Regions from separate parts of the Triticum aestivum genome. Here region 2 is linked to region 1. Evidence: chromatin contacts called from public Hi-C data. All regions are on one chromosome and are shown on one strand. The core of a region is the stretch at or near the end of the contact, and the rest is flanking DNA. Distances in the headings are between cores, read along the strand shown. Region 1 holds the start of LOC123044422 (putative polyol transporter 1). Region 2 has its middle 93 kb from the start of LOC123044423.

Evidence for each region. A called contact is a pair of places that touch in the nucleus more often than the background predicts.
Region 2: a contact with region 1 is called in a Hi-C map of leaf, with 10 times the contacts expected there. The contact joins the enhancer-like site here to the promoter of LOC123044422 in region 1. A contact is called at or near these places in 5 of 5 Hi-C or Micro-C datasets (leaf, root and an unstated tissue) and 1 of 1 datasets of contacts at active chromatin or transcription factors (leaf).

The regions. Positions count from the first base shown.
Region 1 is chr2B:215,544,748-215,551,342 of IWGSC CS RefSeq v2.1, reverse strand. LOC123044422 (putative polyol transporter 1) reads right to left here and starts at 3,768. Exons shown (of 2, transcript XM_044467158.1): 1 at 3,511-3,768; 2 at 1,910-3,418. The coding sequence starts at 3,682. The coding sequence ends at 2,001.
Region 2 is chr2B:215,755,066-215,761,398 of IWGSC CS RefSeq v2.1, reverse strand. No RefSeq gene overlaps it. Among protein-coding and RNA genes, the nearest start is that of LOC123044423, 93 kb to the right of the region's middle. Within about 2 kb of position 1,643, at least 2 of the 8 cell types and tissues checked have an H3K27ac peak or open chromatin away from gene starts, as enhancers often do. A contact at or near this core is called in leaf and root, where this site is marked.

The sequences.
Region 1 (6,595 bases), core at 2,519-5,018:
ACGTGGCCTCATAAATTGGCCTTGAGGCCATGAGGGCCTGTTCCAAGGCAAGGGTCAGGTCGGCCCGTTCCCATCCTGAGCGGTGATGGATGATGGATGGTGATAATCAACTGCCATCATTGAGTTTTGACTTTGTATAAACTATAAAGCATCATGAAAAATATGTCCCAAAAACATGCAACATTTTATGTTGGCATATCTTTGCGGTCCAGAAAAAGTAATTTTGACCGAGAAAAATGTAAAAAAAAGGTTCGACTATGACTTCAACGTGTACTGCAGGTTAATTTACAGAAAACAGAAGGGTTTTTTATAAAATGGTGTGACGGTGAACTGAAGAAAACACTCCATTCTTTATTAGTAGATATAGATATAGATATAGATATAGATATAGATATAGATATAGATATAGATACAGATACATATATAGATATAGGTTGATAGGACGATTTAACCCAACAGATGCCAAATGCCACCAGATAAAGCTAGGGAAACGTTTCGAGCCGGCGCAACGGTCGAACTTTCCACCGGTCTCGTACGCCACGCTGGCTCATGCGATACGGAAACAACCACCCCGCACGAGACACATGTATATGGTGGGTCCCGCACGACTTTTCCTCCTTTTCTTCTACCTCCAGCCCATCACGACTCTGCTCCTCCACACACGCCCCACGTTGGTCGCATCCTCCAGAAACTCTCTCGTCGGCGGCGAGTGCTCGCCTGCGACGGCGCCCAATGCCGCCTCTCCTTCATGGCCGGCGAGCCCCTCTCCCTTCTTTCTCCCCAATTCGTATCCCTGCTAGCTCCCCACGGCCATGGCCTTCTGCAACTTTCGGATCTCAGCCATGGCCTCCGCCCAACTACGGCTCCGAGTCGCCGCCGGCGAAGCTGTGGGAACTGTCAGGCGCAGCAACTAGAGCTGCAAGCCTGCAACCACGGGCACACGCTGAACGACGAGGACGGGCGGCGCTGGTCCTAGCAAATCTAACGTCGCGGTTTTTTGCTACATGCTTCAACCGGCATAACATTTTGCTACAACCGTCATAGCATTTTGCTACAACCACGTCACATTTTGCTACAACACACAGCCAGCGTCGCAGTTTTGCTACAACTAGCGTCGCTTTTTGCTACAACCGGCATCACGTTTTGCTACATCCAGCACGACCGAGCTGCAACCCGCGACGGTGAACGACGGCTTTTTGCTGCAAGTGTGGTAGGTTTTTGCTACATCCGGCAACGACTTTTGCTACATCCATTCTTTTTCAAGATGCAGCGCCTGCTACCTGGCTGACGTCGGGCTGGAACCGACGGCAACAAGAGCTGCATCTAGCGAAGCTGCAACCGGCGACTGGTGTTGCCGAAGCCGTGACCATCACCAGCGAGGGGGAGCTGCAACCCACCGGCGAACTTTTTGCTACATGCGTGGATCCGGCGAGATACATGAGACAAGACGGCGGCGACCGGCGGCGAGTGCAGCATCCAGCAGCGCGGAGAGCGGCGGAGAGAGGGGGCGCAGGTGAGGTGGTTGCTGGCGGGCCAGGAGGACGTGCAGGTGAGCAGCGCCCGCGCTTCATGCGGAGAGGAAGAAGAGCAGGGGAAGTCAACGCATAGATCGGAACGGCTCCTCGCTGGATCGTACGGTTGGGGCTGGACCGGCCGAACCGTTTGGGCCGGCGCACCGGCGCCTAGCGTCGCCCATAAAGCTATCCATCATGCAATTCAAGTGCTAATGGGATGTTACCCCTAAAAAGAAGTGCTAATGGGATGTCAATGATACACTGACCAGCACCAACGGGCCAAGAGATGTAATGTCAACGTTTTACCGGATTGATCCAAACTTGAAACAATTCTCTTGAAATTTTATCCAAACAATCCATCAATGAGCAATCTCGTAAAAGAAAAAATCCATCAATGAGCAGCACGAGTCCGTGATAGCGTATATTACCACGTTCATCAGTTACATCTCTATGGTACATCGGCAAAGTTGGTTGACGCCTGGCTCACTAGTTCATCTCCACTACTTTCGCCTTGTCTTTCGTGGCGGTGTCTTCGGCTTCGACGGGCGTGTCCGTCATGCCGAAAAGCTTCCCTATCTCCTCCAGCGGCAGGCCACGCGTCTCCGGAATGAAGGTAAAGAAGAAAACCCATCCAAGCGCCGCGATGCCAGCGTACAGGAAGAAGCTGCCGCCGATGGTGATGGCCTTGGACAGGGACAGGAAGGACATGGAAACCGCGGCGCTGGTCACGCGGTTGCATGACGCGCCCAGCGCGAAGCCCAGCGCGCGCACCCGCAGCGGGAAGACCTCCGAGGTGTACACGCTCGTGAGGGGGCCGAGGCCGATGGAGAAGAAGGACACGTATGCCAAGATGGACACGATGCACAGGCCGATGGCCCAGGGGATCTTGGCGTCCGGGTGCCGACCCACGACGGTGAGGCCTGTCCCGAGGCCGATGAGACAGGCGAGCATGCCGGCCGTGCTGGTCAGCAGCAGCGGCCGCCGGCCGACGCGGTCGAGCTGGAACGTGGCCACCAGGATGAAGAGCGTCTTCATGACCCCCATGGCGCATGTGGCGCCGAGCAGGTGGTTGTCGCCGGTGATGCCCGCGCTCTGGAACACGCGTGGGCTGTAGAGCACGACCGAGTCGGAGCCCGTCGCCTGCTGGAAGAAATGGATGCCGAGCGCCGCGAGCAGTATGCGCCGCATGGCTGGGCTCGGCGAAAAGATGAGCTCCTTCCACACCTGCTTCTCCTGGCCGCCTTTTGTCTTAGGCATGACGACCACGTCGCCGTCAAGGTCCCTCGGGATGCCAGCGGCAGCCTTGATCTGGTCAAGGCGCTCCACGGCCTCCTCTGGCGTGTCGGAGGTCTTGGCCAGCACGGCCCTGGCATCCGCGAGGCGTCCTTTCATGACGAGCCAGCGGGGCGACTCCGGCATGCCGAACACCATGAGCGCGAGCAGGGCGGACGGGACGGCGCCGATGCCGAGCATGACGCGCCAGCTGAGGTGGAGCGGGAGGCGCGCGAAGGCGTAGTTGGAGACGTAGCCAAGGAGGATGCCCACATTGATGAACACCTCGGTGAAAGACGTGAGGAAGCCGCGGGCCGACGCCGGGGACACCTCGGCCGTGTACACGGGCGCGACCATGATGGCGTAGCCCACGCCGATGCCGGTGACGAAGCGGCCGACCATGAGCATGGCGTAGTTGACCGCGAAGCCCATGAGCAAGGAGCCGGTGGTGAAGATGGCGGCCGCGAACACGACGGTGACGCGGCGGCCGACCCAGTCGGACGTCCTCGCGCCGAGGAAGGACCCGATGAGCGCGTACACGCTGAGGATGCCCATCATGATCTCCAGCTGCACGTCCGTGATCTGCAGGTCCCTCTTGATGTACAGCGACGCCCCGCTCATCACCCCAACGTCTGGGCAGTCGGAACAGAATTATGCATGGCCCAAGGAAGAAGAAGATGCGTACTCTATCGACATACAGGAAGGAAACAAAGCATGTGCGTACCGTATCCGAGGACGATGGTGGCCATGGAAGCGCAGAGGGCGCAGGTGAAGGCGTACTTGAAATTGCCCTTGTTCCTTGGCTGGACTGCCTCCGCCTCCGGGAGCGCAGCAGAAGCCATCCTCGATCCTTCTTCCTTGCCCTCCGCTCCTCCTCTTTCCGGAGACATTTTCATCTGCTTAGGACGAACTGATCGTTCGATGAACAGACTGACTGACAGCCTAGTGATGACTGAACTGCCGTGCTGTGTTGCGCAGTACATATAGCCGTTTCAAAAAAAAAAAACGGGTGCACCCGCCATGGACATGGGTGATGGGTCAACGAGGTCGCTTGCCCACTTATTTTAATATGCAGTAGATTAGAAATTTAGCAGCTAGCATAGACATGTTGCATGATTTCGTTGTCAAATTGCCAGTGATTTCCGACTGCCTATCTTATCTTAGACTAATACTTCCTCCGTTCGGAATTACTTGTCTCGGAAATGGATATATCTAAAACTAAAACACGTCTAGATACACCCATTTTCGCGATAAGTAATTCCAAACGAAGGGAGTAGGAAAAACGTGGCCCAAAGAATTATCAATTGATCATGTGGGTCCTATTCAGGACCTTGGTCACTGATGACGTGCCGTGGACCCATAAGCGCTGGCTACATCCCTGCGGTGCATGATCACCCGGGGTCGCGTCGAGACGTACAGTCATCTCCGACCTCGCCGCAAGATGCTTGGATACGTTTCGCTGCCCTCTTGTCCGCTCTGGTATGGCCAAGCAACCCGGATGTCCACTCAACCTGTCACGACGTTGAAACTTGGACTGCTAAAAATGGTGTCGCTGTTTCCTTGATTGTCTGGATCACTTTGATGCTTACTGCCGCACGCGCGTTTAAACCTTACGTTTCTGGTTGGGTACGCACGCTGAATTGCTGGCTGCTGACTTTGGATTCAGGCTGCGGGCAGGATTGTCCTACCACAGTAGCTAGCAGCCCGCTCAGTCCTAGCATGTGTGCAATAGCTAAGAGTATCTACAGCCATGGACAGTAAGTCCGGACCCTTAAATGCCCGTGGACACACGGACAGTGATTGATTACATTTCAACTTTGCTTCTCTGCATCTGGATATCTCATGCTTGCAACGTTAAATCCATACAATGCCGGGCTAAGTCGGAGGTGTGTTGGCCTTGGCAGTCCAACATCAACCCACACAAATCCAACACATGTGAAACCGTTGATTTGTTTTACATTCAGCGGTTCAAAGTGTTCCCTCGTGAGGGAGCAAAGAGAAAACCCTACCCACTCCATCCCTGCTGATGGTCGCTGCCATTTTTGTGTGAGTAAGAGAACATACAACCTGCGAGAGAGATGAAGAAAAAGAAGTGGAGGTCCTGTTCAGATTTGTTGCACCTGACTAGACATAGCATATGACACGGTCGGTGGCTTGGTCTAACTAACCATGGAGCATTGAATGCTAACCGGATAATATGGATTCGGAAGGATCTGGTCGGATCCGACATAGTCGGATCCTGAGTTGAGATGAGGTCTGAGTCGAACATACCAAACTATGAGATGCAGCGATGTGTATCGTCAGTGAGTCTCTAGTACAACATATGTTTTATGTCCTAAGACTTGAGCTGACGCATGTACTCGGAATGGTGACAGACTTGCTTTGGGCCTACCAAACGCTACTCCATGATTGGGTGATTACAAAGGTAGGTTTCGGCCTTGTCCAGACCCATGCTGCGAGACATGGTCAAGCAAGAGGGGATTTGCCCCTCCAATTAGGAGAGATATACTCTAGGCCCCTCGTGTGATCTGACCAAGATAAGCATGGTCATAAGACAAGAATTATGAGATAATCCGGTTTGTGGTCGTCATCATTGGAACGAGAAAGAGGCCGGGCTAGCACAACGATGACAGACTCGCCTTGAGCCCGACAACATATATCATGTGGAAAAGGAAACAGAAGTGTGACGTGTAGTACAGGTTCGCCAACCGGCTTCATTGTCTACTTGGTGGTCAGCATGCTTTGCTAGAGACCGCTACCAGTTGAGCAGATCGGAGGTGATCCGACCTACGACCAAGCCGACTTGAACCTAAGGGGTCGCGCTTAAGGGAGGCACCTGTGAGGCCTGATCCGACTCCATGAGTCAGATGTGATCCTACTCGGACTCGGATCCCGGCCGAACAGATTTTGGCCTTTAGGGTCCGTGCGAGGCCCAAGTAGCCTGCGACGGACGCCTATATATGGTGGTAGTGCGGCACACTCACTCGGTTGATCACTTTGGCGCTGTCACTAGGTTTTGCATGTGTTGCGAATAGCCACCTCCTGTCGCCGCCAACTGTGTGATCGGACTTAGCAGTCCAGCGCACAGTGTTTCTTCTGCCCGCGCGGATACCGTTAGAGGCAGTGCACTTGCGCCGCTCCGGCCAACCTGTACGTGGGATCCGACAACCGGTTGTTCGAGGGAGATTGGACGAGGAGGAGACGATCCACGCGGACGCGCTGCCCCAACTCTTCTTCCGCTGCACAACACTGTGCTTCTAGAGGTACGATCTGTGATCCATCTCTCGTAGCATGTTCTTGGTTGTTCTGCACGTAGAAAAGTTTTAATTTGCACCCGATGCACCCTACTATAGACCCAAAAAGGGCAACCATCTTATTTGTTTAGTACCACATCGCGGAGGTATGCTCAAAGGTTAAAGGTGATCGTGGATATAAGAGGACGGCTCATAGGGGAAGCGCTCGCAGCTGCATCGTAGCTTGTACGCATACCTACAAAAAGATTTTTGGTATAATTGAAAACTGAATCAAATCAGTCTTTTTCATTACCAAACCAAACTGAATCAGTGGGTTAACGAAAAATAGATATGTTGTATTAGGATGATATTTTCGGTTTTTAGGTTTACTAACCAAAATAAAAAACAAATGGTAAAAACCAATTTATTAGGGTTAGGGTTTAGGGTTTAGGAGATGGCATCGCTCAGGTCGGGCGCCTGTTGGGCTTGCCCAAGCGTTCTGGATTTGAAAAATGTTTATCGATGTTGAAAAAAATGTTCATGGATTAGATTTTTTTAGATCTAAAAAAAGTTCAG
Region 2 (6,333 bases), core at 394-2,893, 210 kb before region 1:
AGGGAGAAACTTCAGCCTCGAAAGAGAAACGGAAACTATTGTGCACGTGAAAAGCAGCTACCGATATGGAGTATATGATTTTTTCTTTGCGGGCTCAATACATATGAAGTTAATGCACCTTTTCATGTGTGTTGTAAAGATCATGCGGACATGCAGTGCCGCCGTACGTAACGTAGTGGGTCTTTTTCATACGTGCAATTTTCCACATGATACACAAACTCGTCGTCACGGTGAGGTGTGACGAACCGCACAGACAGGCAGCCCAGCTGCCCATGCATGGACTTACAACTTCACTTATCGTGGTGATCCTAATCATCGACCATATTAAATTCACTTAGCCGCAACCCGCAAACGTGCGGCGCGTTGTATTGTCTTTGTGTATAATCGTACCGACGGCAGGGGCGGGCCCAGGAATTGAAGGCTGTGTATTCAAATTTTAAAAACTCTTTTTCGACTCCTATATCCTTCCTTTTGGCGCATATAACCGATTATAGGAACATATTGTACTAGTTCTAAACTATATAAAGTAAAAAATTGTCAACATATAGAACTAAAAATTGTTCATAAAGAATGTTCTAAACTGTAGACATATTGCCGCATTGATGTGGCAAGTCTTCTAAACTATATATTATATACTCATAAAAATCACTCAAGTTTGAGAGTACTTATTTTACAAGTAATACTCTCAAACTTGAGTGATTTTATGAATGTCAATTGCAAAATCATGTCACAATTTGCAAATAATATGAATGTATTATACTGAATAACCCTAAACGACTCTCATATTTACAGTAACAATTTATCCTTATGAATCTTGTCAAACAAGTCTCAAATCGCAATACCTTATATTGTGCTGAAATATGAGGTCTCAACTCTCAAACAAGTCTAAGAATTCAGTCCTTGCTTATGAATTCAGTCTAAGAATCCTATACCGAAATAAGAAGCCAATTAGCCAGATTAAAACCCTTGTACATCCGTACTGTTTATAAGGAAAAATTGAAGATTTCTGTTGCTAGACAGTGGAACTGCGGAAGAAGTACCGAAGTCTGAATGTCTGAAGAATGACAGAAGAAAATGACAATGTCGACGCAGGACGTTCAGTCGGACAATCGCACGCAGCAGGCCGGGCGCCTGAACTGTGCGGCCACGCCGCCGTTGGCCGTCCGTGGTCTGCCTCTGCCTGCCGCGGCCGCCGTGCGCCCCTGCTTGCGAGATCGGAATTTTGGGAGGCGATGCGGCAGTTCTCTGCGTGCGTGGGACGGTCCTGATGGATCGCTCTCTATTTTCGTGCGAGCGATCAGGCCAACTAACAATTCTCGTATGGGCTGGGAGGAAGCAAAGATAATGGGCCATCGGTGGGGAGGGAGCAAACAGACTAGTGTTTTGGGCTTTTTGCGCTGAACGCGTGCACCCATCAGCCTTTCTGTTAGTTTTTCTCTTTTTCTCACCTATGAACGTATTATACACTATATATACCTAGTTCCTTGACAAAAATAATGGGTATTCAACTGAATACCCATGACTTGAAGTGGGCCGGCCCCTGACCGACGGGGCGCCACGTCGAGCCCACTCGTGGCAGGGCAGCAGCCTCGTCGAACACGCAGTCCAACGGTCAGAGCAAGGCGGTGGTGGTAGACCTGAACCACAGGCCACTCGCACCTCGCTTAAACTGGCAGAGGTATGGGCAGCAGGAGGTCGAGGAACGACCAGCTCATGAACAGATCCCCAACCGGATCGCCATAATTCGGAGTAGTCAAAGAGATGGACGCCGCGACAGCGACCGCGGCCTGCCGCCCTCTTGCGGTGGGTCGTCGCGCGTGGTGCGGCCTGGTCAAAGTCTCTGAAATCCCGGAAGAGAAATGAGGCTCACCGAGCGCGGCTCTCGCTGGATGGAGAGAGACCCGGGCCATTGCCTTCACTCCGAGGCGGCCTGAGGCCAACTCCATCGCGTGACCCATCTTGTCCGGGCCGTCCGTCTGAGATAAAACGGACAAACGAGGTGGCTCAGCTCGCGGGAGCAAAGGGACTTTTGTCCGTTTTGTGTTCGCTTTTGACCCATCCGCGGTCCAAGTTTGCGCCGTTTTGGGGTGAAACGGATACCACGCGGACGCGCCGGCCGTCTCCGCGTGTCCTCCCCTGGCCAGCCCGTCGGTGGCACAGGACGGGCCTTTTTCTATCCGGCCCCCTCCCTCCTTTCGGCCGCATCCCACTCCACTCTTCTCCACTCTTCCCCACTCTTCCCCTCGCCGCCGCCGCCGTCCGCTGCCATTGCAGCCGTGCAATTCGGACGCGCGCTCGCCCAGCCCCTTCCCCTCGTCGTCGCCGAGCTACCCAAGCACGGCCACCTGGTTTGCGCAACCGCCGGCCGGATTTGGGGCGGATCCGGTCGGTCTTGAGCTCGCCCGGCTGTGGGAGGCCGGGCCGCGCCATGGACTGGCCGGGCACCTCGCCGGAAGGCCCTGGCAGGGCCGCCAGGCCACATGCAGGCAGTGGCTCGTCCTCTAGCCGTTCGGATCTGCACCGTCGGTGGTCCGCCGGCAGATACACGAATGGCGGCCGGCCGGGCTCGGTGCTTGCCCAAAAGCTCATCGGCGCACCGTTGCCCCTCATCAAGTGCGACCACTGCACAAGGGTGACCGTGCGCCGCGTGTCTACAACGTCAGAGCATCCTGGATGGGTGTTTATCAAGTGCTTAAACGATGGGGTATGTACTCTTTTTAGCTTCAGTTTGTGCTCTCGTAATAGACTAGTGGTCCTAACTTTAAGTTTTATTGTGTAGAATGGTTGCAAGTTTTGGTATTGGGAAGAAGAATACATCGATATATTGATAGAGCGAAATGTAGTACATATTCGTGCACTTTTAGCTAGCCTAGAGGCTTTAGATGAGACAAGTGCACTTGTTGCTAGATTAGAGGCTAGGCACGATACTACGTGCGAAGAAGCAACAAGGCACGATACTACGTGTGAGGAAGCAACGTCGACTTCTGGCTTGAAGAAGAAAGGAGGGTGCAACGTCGAGCCTCCTCCACAGATCAACAATGAGTACATCAAGAAGGCTCTAACCCAATTTAAGGGAGCAGTTATGGAAATTGGGTATCTTCTCAAATGTATTCTTGTAGTTTTTATTTTTTTTGGCCTTGCTTTACTAATCAAAATGTAATGATGTATTGTCATGTATCAAAAAGGAATGATAAAAAAAATTTAAGGACTTGCAAAGAAATGTACACACGGACAAGATGCGGCCGGGATGCGTCTTTGCGTTGGGCGCACGGCCGCTGCATCCCGGAAACTGTCCGGGCACAACCCCATTGCCCTATCCAAACAGACAGAATCCGGATAAAACGAACACGCGATGGAGTTGGGCTGAGCTGTGCAGTCTGCACCGCGAGGTTGCTGGAGCGACCGCGGCCACGCGACGGAATCGGGTGGACGGTCCTAGCGAGCCAACGAGGATAAAGTCTACGCGCGTGATGCCGACCTTCTAGCCATGGATGGGCGGCTCCTGCATATATTTGTGCCTGCCTGATGCTTGCTGGTTTCGGTTGGCTGATTCGTGCCTGGTGCGTACATACACTGCTGTCCGATCTGATCCGCTGCATGTTTTCGACCAGCTGTGGTACTTCCTTCCTATCAAAATAAATATCTCAATTTTGTACACTTATTGTGGGCTAAAAAAAGCTCTTATCAGGCGATACGTCCAAAACGAATTGTGATTGCAAATTTACAATCGCTTCCACTCGGCAGAGGAGCCTCCCTGGTCACGCCACGACTTCACGTCGACAAGCTTAAACTTCTTCCCGGCGTGTAACTATCGTTGATGAAGCAGAAAATTATAATTTATACTAAAGTTGTACTGTATTAAAGTTGCGTCAATAAATTTGAACCGGAGGGAGTACATACTTTGCGTGGTAATCTGCAAATTTTGCACCGTCCTGCCGACTTCCACAAGATTCGGCAGTACAAATCTGCACGCAAAAAAATATGCACGCCAACTCAGTTCGTTTACATTAATCGGGCACGTAATTAAAATGGTTATTGTAGAGAGATCATGGTCGACGTGCACGGCCCAGGACGGCTAATGCGTCCGTCGCTCCTTCGTTTTGCACCGGCAGAGTTTGACGAATCTGACAGAATATCTCCACAGGTTCTTCCGTGACGCCGGAACTACTAGTAAAATATATATTTTTGCGAGGACCTACTAGTAAAATGTAAGAGTATATATATGCTAATCTGCATCCTCAGTTAAGGTTTTTAAATCCGGTTTTGCTAAATCTCAGCCGACTAAGACTTCATTATGTCTCACTCTTTGCTATATTTATGAGATCTTAAACTGAGATCCGTGTAAAATCTTTTTTCAGTTATTTGCAAAAAAAGAAAAATCTTCTTTTCTATTTTCCTTTTTCGTTCTTATATGTTATGTCACTCGACTAAGACTTGCTTAAGTTTCAGTCGACAGACCTAGCCACACCATTTTAAAAACAAATTAGCCAACTAAGCCAGTCGTTGATTGGCCTAGAAGAAGTTGAAACCAAATATACTCGCTTTCCACGTGTATTTGGCAATCTACAAATCAAGTTGACTATTGTGCTGGCACAAAGGACAATTAGTCTACACACAACTTCAATGATTCCCTAATCATTCATTAGATATACTCAAAAAGGGTCTCGAGGAGTTGGCACTATTTCTTTTGTATGCTTCAATGATGCATGCACCATGAAAGCGTGTCAAGCGAAAGAGGAAAAAGAAAAACAAAAATTGGAGAACCCGAATACTACTCCCTCCATCACAATCACAAACTTTTTTATATGTCGCGCTAAAATTGCATTACTTATGTGTTAACTGGCTTGAAATTAAAATTTACTAGAAGCCACATTTAAAGAATGCCTTGAAATTGCTAGGTTCTTAGCTTCGACAAATGTCTCAACAATATTCACCGAAGTCAGGGGTCGAAACGTGTTAAAAAGGAATGACATATTTAAGAAAATACATAGAACCAACACGTGAGGGGATGCCTAGGAGGGTGGTTGAACCTAGCCCACAAGGAATCAAACTCCTATGAGTTTTCTAGGGTTATATTTCAAAGCGTTCCAATCACTATAGAAGACATGTGCTCTCTTTTCTATGCTACCAGAGCCCGAAGCCTAGATCTACAATTACACATGCTACTAGACACATTTGAACCTTCACTGTCACCCTTTTGGCATCTAGACCGAGGAAATAAAGAGAGTGGGCGTCGACGGATGCCGAAGCTCCAAGTGGTCCCCGAATATGCGGCAACAACATAGGGAGACCAGCCATAGATCACACAAGGTCCCTCTCCCAAGAGAAGATGACCTCTATAGGCATTGTAGCTCCGCATTGAGCACCACGGTTGGTGAGCTCTAGAAACAAACTAAATCTTTAGTTCAATGGAGAGTTGGCTCCCCATCGTCAGCCCTTCCCATCCTCCACCACAGTGGCTTGATACGAGATGCATGGGTGACATAGCAGTCCGTCGAACGGAGATCCACGAGTTATTTGATAACCCACAAGTATAGGGGATTACAACAGTTTTCGAGGGTAGAGTATTCAACCCAAATTTATAGATTCGACACAAGGGGAGCCAAAGAATATTTGAAGGTATTAGCAGTTGAGTTGTCAATTCAACCTCACCTGGAGATTAATTATCTGCAGCAAACTGATTAGTAGCAAAGTAGTTTGATAGTTTTGATAGTAGTAGCAGTTGCAACGGTAACAGTAACAGTGATAGCAATATTTTGTAGCAAGTGTAACAGTGGCAGCAGCAGTAGTAACTTAGCAAGATCAATATAAATAAATTGGTAGGCATTGGATAGGTGACTTGTTGGATGATATTGATCATGTGACAGTTATAACCTAGGGCGATACGACACTAGCTCTAGTTCATCGATATAATGTAGGCATGTATTCCGTAAATAGTCATATGTGCTTTATTAAAAGAACTTGCATGACATCTTTTGTCCTACCCTCCCGTGGCAGCGGGGTCCTTATTGGAAACTAAGGGATATTAAGGCCTCCTTTTAATAGAGAACCAGAACAAAGCATTAACACATAGTGAATACATGAACTCCTCAAACTACGGTCTGAAGGAAATATGCCCTAGAGGCAATAATAAAGTTGTTATTTATATTTCCTTATATCATGATAAATGTTTATTATTCATGCTATAATAGTATTAACCGAAAACTTAGTACATGTGTGAATACATAGACAAACAGAGTGTCACTAGTATGCCTCTACTTGACTAGCTCGTTAATCAAAGATGGTTAAGTTTCCTAGCCATAGACATGAGTTTTCATTTGATGAACGGGATCA